Linked DNA regions of Xenopus laevis: region 1 is linked to region 2. A link is a contact called in public Hi-C data. All regions are on one chromosome and are shown on one strand. The core of a region is the stretch at or near the end of the contact, and the rest is flanking DNA. Distances in the headings are between cores, read along the strand shown.

The links. Hi-C and Micro-C count contacts between places; a contact is called where the count stands out from the background.
Region 1: a contact with region 2 is called in a Hi-C map of the XL177 cell line, with 4 times the contacts expected there. The contact joins the promoter of krt12.4.L here to the promoter of krt17.L in region 2. A contact is called at or near these places in 2 of 4 Hi-C or Micro-C datasets (the XL177 cell line and the XTC cell line).

Annotation. Positions count from the first base shown.
Region 1 is chr9_10L:1,277,823-1,281,759 of Xenopus_laevis_v10.1, forward strand. krt12.4.L (Keratin 12, gene 4 L homeolog) reads left to right here and starts at 1,894. Exons shown (of 8, transcript NM_001086376.1): 1 at 1,894-2,359; 2 at 2,811-2,893; 3 at 3,178-3,334; 4 at 3,465-3,626. The coding sequence starts at 1,934.
Region 2 is chr9_10L:1,089,901-1,094,027 of Xenopus_laevis_v10.1, forward strand. krt17.L (keratin 17 L homeolog) reads left to right here and starts at 2,099. Exons shown (of 8, transcript NM_001094941.1): 1 at 2,099-2,633; 2 at 2,783-2,865; 3 at 3,488-3,644; 4 at 3,900-4,061. The coding sequence starts at 2,145.

The DNA.
Region 1 (3,937 bases), core at 644-3,143, 190 kb after region 2:
AGGTCCCTTAACTGTACTTGAGCTCAAGACATAATTAATCCTTATTGGAAGCAAAACCAGTTTATTGGCTTTATTTAATGACATTTACATGAATGTTAATTAGACTTAAGGTATAGAAATCGAAATAAGGGAAATATTCCTTATCTGGAAGACCTCAGGTCCCAAGCACTCTGGGTATACCTTATTAAGGATCTATAGGGTGACAAGGTGTGTGTAGAGATTAGGAATTGCTGGGATGGAATTCAGATGAAGGCAATTACTCAGTGGATAGTATGTTTATTATAATGTTGAAGTGATGTTTTGGGGCAGTTGGTCTTCATTGTTTTATTTTGTAGTATTTGCCTTCCAGTTTGGCTTTTCAGTGACCTTGTCAAGCAGATTAATCCTGAGGCTGGTTACTTGGATTTCTGTTTAATCTTCCAGTCTGTTGGTCAAACCATTGCCTGGTTTCTATGTGCCCCAATAACAACCAGACAACTGTTTCAATTCCAGAGCAGCAGAATAAAAATCTAAAGACCAAAAGGCTGCCCCTTTTATAAAGTCCTAAATATAGAGTTGTACACTTTAAAACCAAGGGCTTTAATATAGAATTCGGTTCTCTTTTAATGGTTTATAGACAAAGATTTTTTTTATTGTTCCTGTTGGCTATTTATAAGCATCTGATAAAAAAAAGGTCTCTTGAAACTTATCAGTGTGTAAATAGATTTTTCCAGGAAATTTTAGCAAAATTTTGGGAAATGTTTTTACACATAAGCTGAAATCAATGCATTGAAATCCACAATCTCCGAGTTTATGCTCAAAATGTCAAGCTTGATTGTCAGCGCTCATTTCTAATTCCGTCACTCACATTTATTTATTTATTTATTTATTCATGTATTTATTTATTTTTACGACTTGCAATTTTGGAAGAGGAATGCTGCTCCTTTCACTTAGTGACCCTCCAGCCCTGGATGAACCTGTCGAACAGCAGCGAGTTCTGAGCACCCTGGCCTCCTTCAGATGAAAATAATTTGTGTAATTACCAGTAACTGTACCATAAAATGATTTAACATCGCTTTTCAGTCATCAATGAGTGAACCAATCTAATCTCGATTTGTGATAGGCTTATGACCAAAAGGAGTGTTATTTAAATATATAGTTATCAATTCTGACATTGTTCACATTAGTCCCTGCCCCAGTGGAGCTTACGATCTATGGTTTCTGTCACATTCACATAGTAGGGTCAGGTTATGAGATTCAGCAGATTTCTGTTTTATCCTTACATAGGCAACTGTTCTGGTAAATAAATATTGGTTCACTGGATGGCATCTATAAATGCTTATAACATGTGCATAACATATACTCCACTGGTCCATAACGCAAAACCCAGACCCCTTGTGCACCTCTAACGGACCTCTAACTCAAGCTGACCTCTGTGACATTACTATACTTGCTTGAGAGAAATTTAACATTTTTGAATGTACTTACAGTATAGTTAAAAAGAAACGTTGACTATATTGTGTGTTTTACGCATTGGAAAATGTTTTTGGGTGAAAATCTCATTTTAGTTTTCTATAAATTGTAGTGAATTAACAGACGTAGAAAAAGCTGCAGATCTTGCTGAAGGAAGCCTGGAGCAAGGTGAGAGTGGTGCTGCAACATCAAGTGAAAATCTTCCAAGAATTTGGCCCAACCAGTTTGTAACCAAGTTTTTGTTTAACAAACACCCTGAGGCTACGTAACTGAATCAAGGCGATTATCCATCTCTCGATCAGTGCAGTGACCTGGCCAAAAAAAGGAATTTTCCATATAGGAGGACGTCCGGTTTGGGAAAAGGACCACCCACCCCAGCATGTGTATATATGTGCATGTACTGGAAGGAGAAAGTTGCATCCTTGCACTCTTTTTTGTCCTAGCTGACTAGTCAGAGAATATCTACCAATAAACATCCATCATGACTTCCTATAGGTCCAGCTCTGCTTCATACTATTCAGGCTCATCTAGCAAAGGTGGCTTTGGAAGCCACAGCTTGGCTGGCAGCAACAGCTATGGAGGCAGCAGCAGCTATGGAGCAGGAGGCAGCAGCTTTGGAGCAGGCTTCAGCAGTGGTGTGGGTTCTGGCTTTTCATCCTCTGGAGGTAACTTTGCCATGGCAGAAGCAGCTAGTTCCAGCTTTGGTGGAAATGAAAAGCATGCCATGCAGAATCTCAATGACCGTCTCGCTTCCTACCTGGAGAAAGTGAGAGCCTTGGAAGCCACCAATAGCGACCTGGAAGGGAAGATCCGTAACTGGTACGATAAGCAATCAGATGCAGGCATTGGTGCTGGGTCTAAAGATTACAGCAAATATTTTGAAATCATCGCTGAGCTGAGGAACAAGGTATAACTGTCTTTTGTACTTACTTTTTAATATTTCTATATATCAACTACAGTTTATGCAGTATTTTCAACTAAGCATGTCGTTAAAGGCTATAGTAGAAATGTTTATCTCGGACTAGAAAAGTGATGTCGTAACTCCCAGCATTCTCCAGGTGGGAGTGCTACTAATGCCCAGAACCCAGCTTGCCTGATTTCCATCTTTGCTTATAATACCTGTATTTAATTTCCAATATATCTAGAAAATAAGTGGAACTGTAATGTCTGTGTAATATTGGTCAGTTTTAAACCCCATTTAAACATTTTAATTGGACACACCCAGAATCCAAACCGTTACTTGCCTAAGGCAGGGGTGGGAATCCAACCTTTTGTGCCCATAACACCTTCCACAAAATATACAGAATGTATACTTCCAGAGGACAAAGTCTTCATTATTTATTTATTTATTTTTTTAGATTCGAGCTGCAACTATTGATAATGCTACAGTGACTCTGCAAATTGACAACGCCAGACTGGCTGCTGATGACTTCAGACTTAAGTAAGTTGTAAACGATTGACTTTTCCAATATCCGTGAAACTTAGATGTGGTGTCCCCAAATAAAGCAGGATTAGGGTGCGCCTAATTTGATCAAGGCCGTGGCCTGAATAGTGTTTTTGGTTTTATTTTAAATTTGGGAATCCTCCTAGATATGCATAGGGGTATTGTTACACTGGTACACCTGGGGGAACCACACAGACAAAGGGTAAACATACACATGAGTTCTACTGCTCAACTCAACTGGTCACTGATTTTTGATGATTTCTCCCCCCCCCCCTTTTAAGGTTTGAGAATGAGCTGGCTCTTCGCCAGAGTGTGGAGGGTGATAGCAATGGCCTTCGTAGAGTCCTAGATGAGCTGATACTCGCTAGAGGGGACTTTGAGTTGCAGATTGAGAGCTTGACTGAAGAGCTGGCCTACCTCAAGAAGAACCACGAGGAGGTGAGCTGATGGGACACACAACCTGCTCTCCCTAAAACCTTTAGTTGTAGAGTTCTATATGATGCTAAATGACTTTTCATTAATGTCTGTTAAGAAAAATGTACTCAAGTGCTTTGATTTGGTTATATAGGAGATGAGCCATGCAAAGAGCCAGAGTGCTGGCAAAGTGAGCGTAGAAATGGACGCTGCTCCAGGTGTGGATCTGACCAGCATTCTGAATAACATGAGAGCTGACTATGAAATATTGGCTGAGAAGAACCGCAGGGATGCAGAGTTATGGTTCAACCAGAAGGTATCCATTTTATTATAAATCCAGCTATTAAAGCAATGAAGGTCTCAATGTAATAGTGTTTGTAACTATATGTAGGGAGTATGGGATATGTCTCGTCTAGCCTCTACCACCATGCCCTTGTAAGTGAGAGGATTCTAGAACCTCATGGAATTTTTTGTCTCTAATAATTTAGACCAGCATAAGGCCCCGTGTAGTCTTTCTGCACAAACCCCTGGTGAGCTAGTATCCTTATACAGCAGGGTCCCATTTTACACTATATGGTGTCTTCAAATACATACTGGCCTATATGTAGAGATGCAATGAGTATACCT
Region 2 (4,127 bases), core at 849-3,348:
CTGCAAAAGGCAAGGCAAGAAATAATAATGGGATGAGTGAGAAAGTGGTAAATTCGACAGATGTAGATGCAAAGAGAAAAGTTGAGCTCACCATTAAACACCGACTTTGATGGCATTCGTGGTGATAGTGAAAATAATTTTTTGTGTGGTTTACAACACTTTTAAAATTCCACCTTTAATAAATGGGCTCCTTCACCTGTAAATGACCAGTTAAATGTATGATACCAGACTTGGATTTGGATTTGTCAGTCTTTACACGTTTTTGAAAATTGGCTTCAGATATACAGTAAGCTCTTTCACAACTGTCAGATGAGTCTCAAAAGTCTAGAACCAATTTACTATATAACATGCCACCCTTCTGTCCTACCTGGCCATGCTGAAAAGTCTCTTTCTTAATTTCCATTTTGATCCCTTAAATGCAATAACGAGGGTATAATAAACAAAAATTGCCTTTTTTTAAGCCATATCCTACATTTAGAAGGAATTGGTACAAAAGTATAGCTCACTAGGCCTAATGCCCATCCCTGCAGATGCAAATTTATGTAATGTTTGTGCCTAATGTCCCAGTTTCCTCTGGGTAAGATTATTAATTGTATTTATTCACTGTGAATCTATTCTGCTATATCTCCAAGACATCATAAACAGCTCTGTTGCATGGCACACTACAATTTCCTTAATTATATGATGCTTTTGGAAAATGAGATTAATAAAATACCAACACATTATATCAGCACAGGCTAAACAGAACAGAGCATATCATTTTCTAATAATACGATAATGAAACTTTATATTTTGGGGATATGGAACACATAATTGTTGTTGTCTTCAGCAAATCTCATAAATGTTGTTTGAGCTGGGTACATAATGATATAAGGTAGTGTACGATTAATTACTCAAAGACATTCCCAGACTGTGGTTTGTAATTAGTTTAATTCTCAGGCATGGTGTATACAATGGTGAATTACCACAAGCACCTCAACTATGTCTTTCACTAAGAGTGGAGAGCACACTTTAGCATGCAAGACTTAACCATATACAGTATCTGGCTTAAGAGCTGCTCTTACCACTGAGATTATATAGTGAGTGGAAATAATGAGCAAAGCCTAAAAGTTCCATTCTTTGTGTTTAGAACAATAACGTAACCATAACTGCTCAAAATATTTTATCCATTAAGGGTATATTGATGTTTTGTTAGTAGAGAGACTAAGTCACCCTGATGGGATCCATATATTTAGTGTGCGTCGTAGGCTCTGCAGGTGGGATTCTTTTCTTGCTACTTGAATTTATGGATCATCATTGTGAACTAGGTTCTAGTTTTGGGTTGGTCTATAGAGTAGAGAAGAACATTACGGGTAACTGCTTGAGACTGAGACTAATTCTGGACTGGGCACTATCTGCAAGAAATGTGTATGTTGTCCCAATGTCTATGTTGGTTTTCTCCAGGTACTCTGATTTCTTCCCACACTCCCAAAACACACAGTCATGTTGTTTGAATCTTGATAAAACTGACCCTAGTGTGTGTGATAGGGACCTTAGATTGTAGGCTTCACTGGGGTAGGAACTGATGTGAATGATGAATAATCTTTGTAATGTGCTACCTAAATGTCTGCACAAATAACATAACAATGGGGATATGGATGAACGAGAGAAGTGGTCATTATTTTCAGAATATAACACAAGTTTAGTTTTCATATAAGTCCTCAAACTTTCCAAAGAAGGGAGGGGTGCATCAAAACTCTTACTTTGTCCTTGGTTAGGCATAGAGGAATGATGCATAGCCTTAGAAAAAATCTTCCCTTATTCATTGTGATTCACTATTCTTTTTTGTTTTATGAACGAATGCAGCCACACATTCATTGAAATCTGTCGCAACTCTATGTAAATGGGTTAAGGGAACAGTAGAAGGTGGGGGGGCAGAGGTAGTGAGACATTTATGAAAACGTCTGAGGTAATCAAATATCTTTGTTTTAATACAAATGTTGGCACAGAAATCAAAGCTGATGACTCTGCGGAGGGACTGATCCTTGAGAGAGACACACACCCACATCCTTTAATATAAAGGCGAAAGACATTTATCCGGATTCACTGCAGTCAACAGCTAACATCAACTTTGTGGCTCTCAAGATTCTCCTTTAAAAAACACCATGTCTTCATATTCTGTCAGGCAGACAACATCCTCCAGCTCCATAAAGGGCCTTGGAGGCTTAGGAGGTGGCTCCAGCAGAGTATCTGGTGTTTTCAGGGCACCAAGCATCCATGGTGGCAGTGGTGGCCAAAATGTCTCCTTCTCCACCGCAAGAATGGTTTCTGGCATAGGTGGAGGATATGGAAGCTGTGGTGTTGATGCTGGTCTAGGAGGCGGCTACATTTCTAACTATGGTGGGGGCTATGGTTCTGGCTATGCATTTGGAGGAGGTATGGCTGGAGGAGAAGGCCTTATTTCAGGAAGTGAAAAGTATACCATGCAGAACCTAAATGATCGTTTGGCTGCATATCTTGAAAAGGTGCGCTCCCTGGAGAAAGCAAATGGAGAACTGGAAATCAAGATAAGAGATTGGTATCAGAAGCAAGCACCCGGTCCAGCCACCGACTATAGTCATTACTACAAGATGATTGAGGATCTCCGCAACAAGGTAAAATAATGTTCAGCAAATAATCTGACTAAGTTTTCATTCTCATTAAATCTTCCATAGGATAAGTGTTGATTGGGGAGGGTTGTTTTATAATTTAGTATATATAACAGCATCTCATAATTCAGAATAAATATATTCCTAACCAATAGATTCTTGGTGCAACGATGGACAACGCAAGTCTTCTTCTCCAGATTGATAATGCTAAACTGGCTGCTGATGACTTCAGAACCAAGTAAGAACTCAAGCAAATCCCATCACATTTTACTTAATCGTGTTGCCTTTAATAGTCCAGGTTATTGTTTCTGACCACAATTGTCATTTATGGTGAACAAGGTATATTATGAGAGTGTCAAACAAAAACTATATCAGACTTACAATCTCCCCTCAGAGCACATATTGATATGGATTTGTATTTTAGGCTTACCCATATCTAATAACCCATAGCAACCAATCAGAGGTGTGTTTTCAAACAGCTGTCCAGGGAAAGCTGCTGATTGGTAACTAGGGGTAAACATTAAACAATGTATTCCATTACCTCATTGAGATTCTGTTGCAGAAGATTCATTAAAGAGAAATAGACTTGCTTTTTCAGGAAAATTACCTGTAGATAGGGCTCACCCGATACCTGGGCTTTCCGGTGACAGAAATTCAAATAGCTTTGGGGCAATGTAACACAGACACAGTGGTTTCCCAGTTCTGGACCAGCCTTAAAAATAGCAGATCAGAAAATGCTGTATGCTGCATATGTTGAAGACAACCGTCTTTAGCAACATATGTCTTTGGCCTATCACCAAGGACAAATGCTGTAAAGGCGCATTTCTTGTAAAAAAAACAAAAAACTCCTGTTTTTCAAGGTATGAGACTGAACTTGCTCTTCGTATGAATGTTGAGGCTGACATCAATGGCCTACGCAGAGTCCTGGATGATTTGACCATAGCCCGATCTGACCTGGAGATCCAGATTGAAAGTCTTAAGGAGGAACTTGCATATCTGAAGAAAAACCATGAGGAAGTAAGATGAGACATATTTCAATGTACTGTATTTGTGCATTTACTATAGTCTTGGCATGCATTAGTACAGGGTGAGTCGATATATAGATGTTGAGGTATATCTTATGCAGCGAACACAATTAGGAAGTCAACCCCAAAATGAAAACTTGCAAAGACTGAGTTAAAACTTAAACACAATGAATGGTAGCAAATGGGGTTACTTCAATATTTGCCAGCATCAGCAAAAAAATTGAAATGCTCAATATCTGACCTGCAGGAAATGAATGCTCTACGTGGACAAGCTACTGGCCAGGTGAATGTGGAGATGGATGCTGCACCTGCTGCCGACCTAACAAAGACTCTGTCTGAAATGAGGAATCAGTATGAGAACCTAGCTGAGAAGAATAGGCGAGAGGTAGAAGAATGGTACTTTAAAAAGGTAAGTCAATACTTCACAACAGAAATGTGAAGATTTTTTTATATGTAAATACACACCACTCCATCA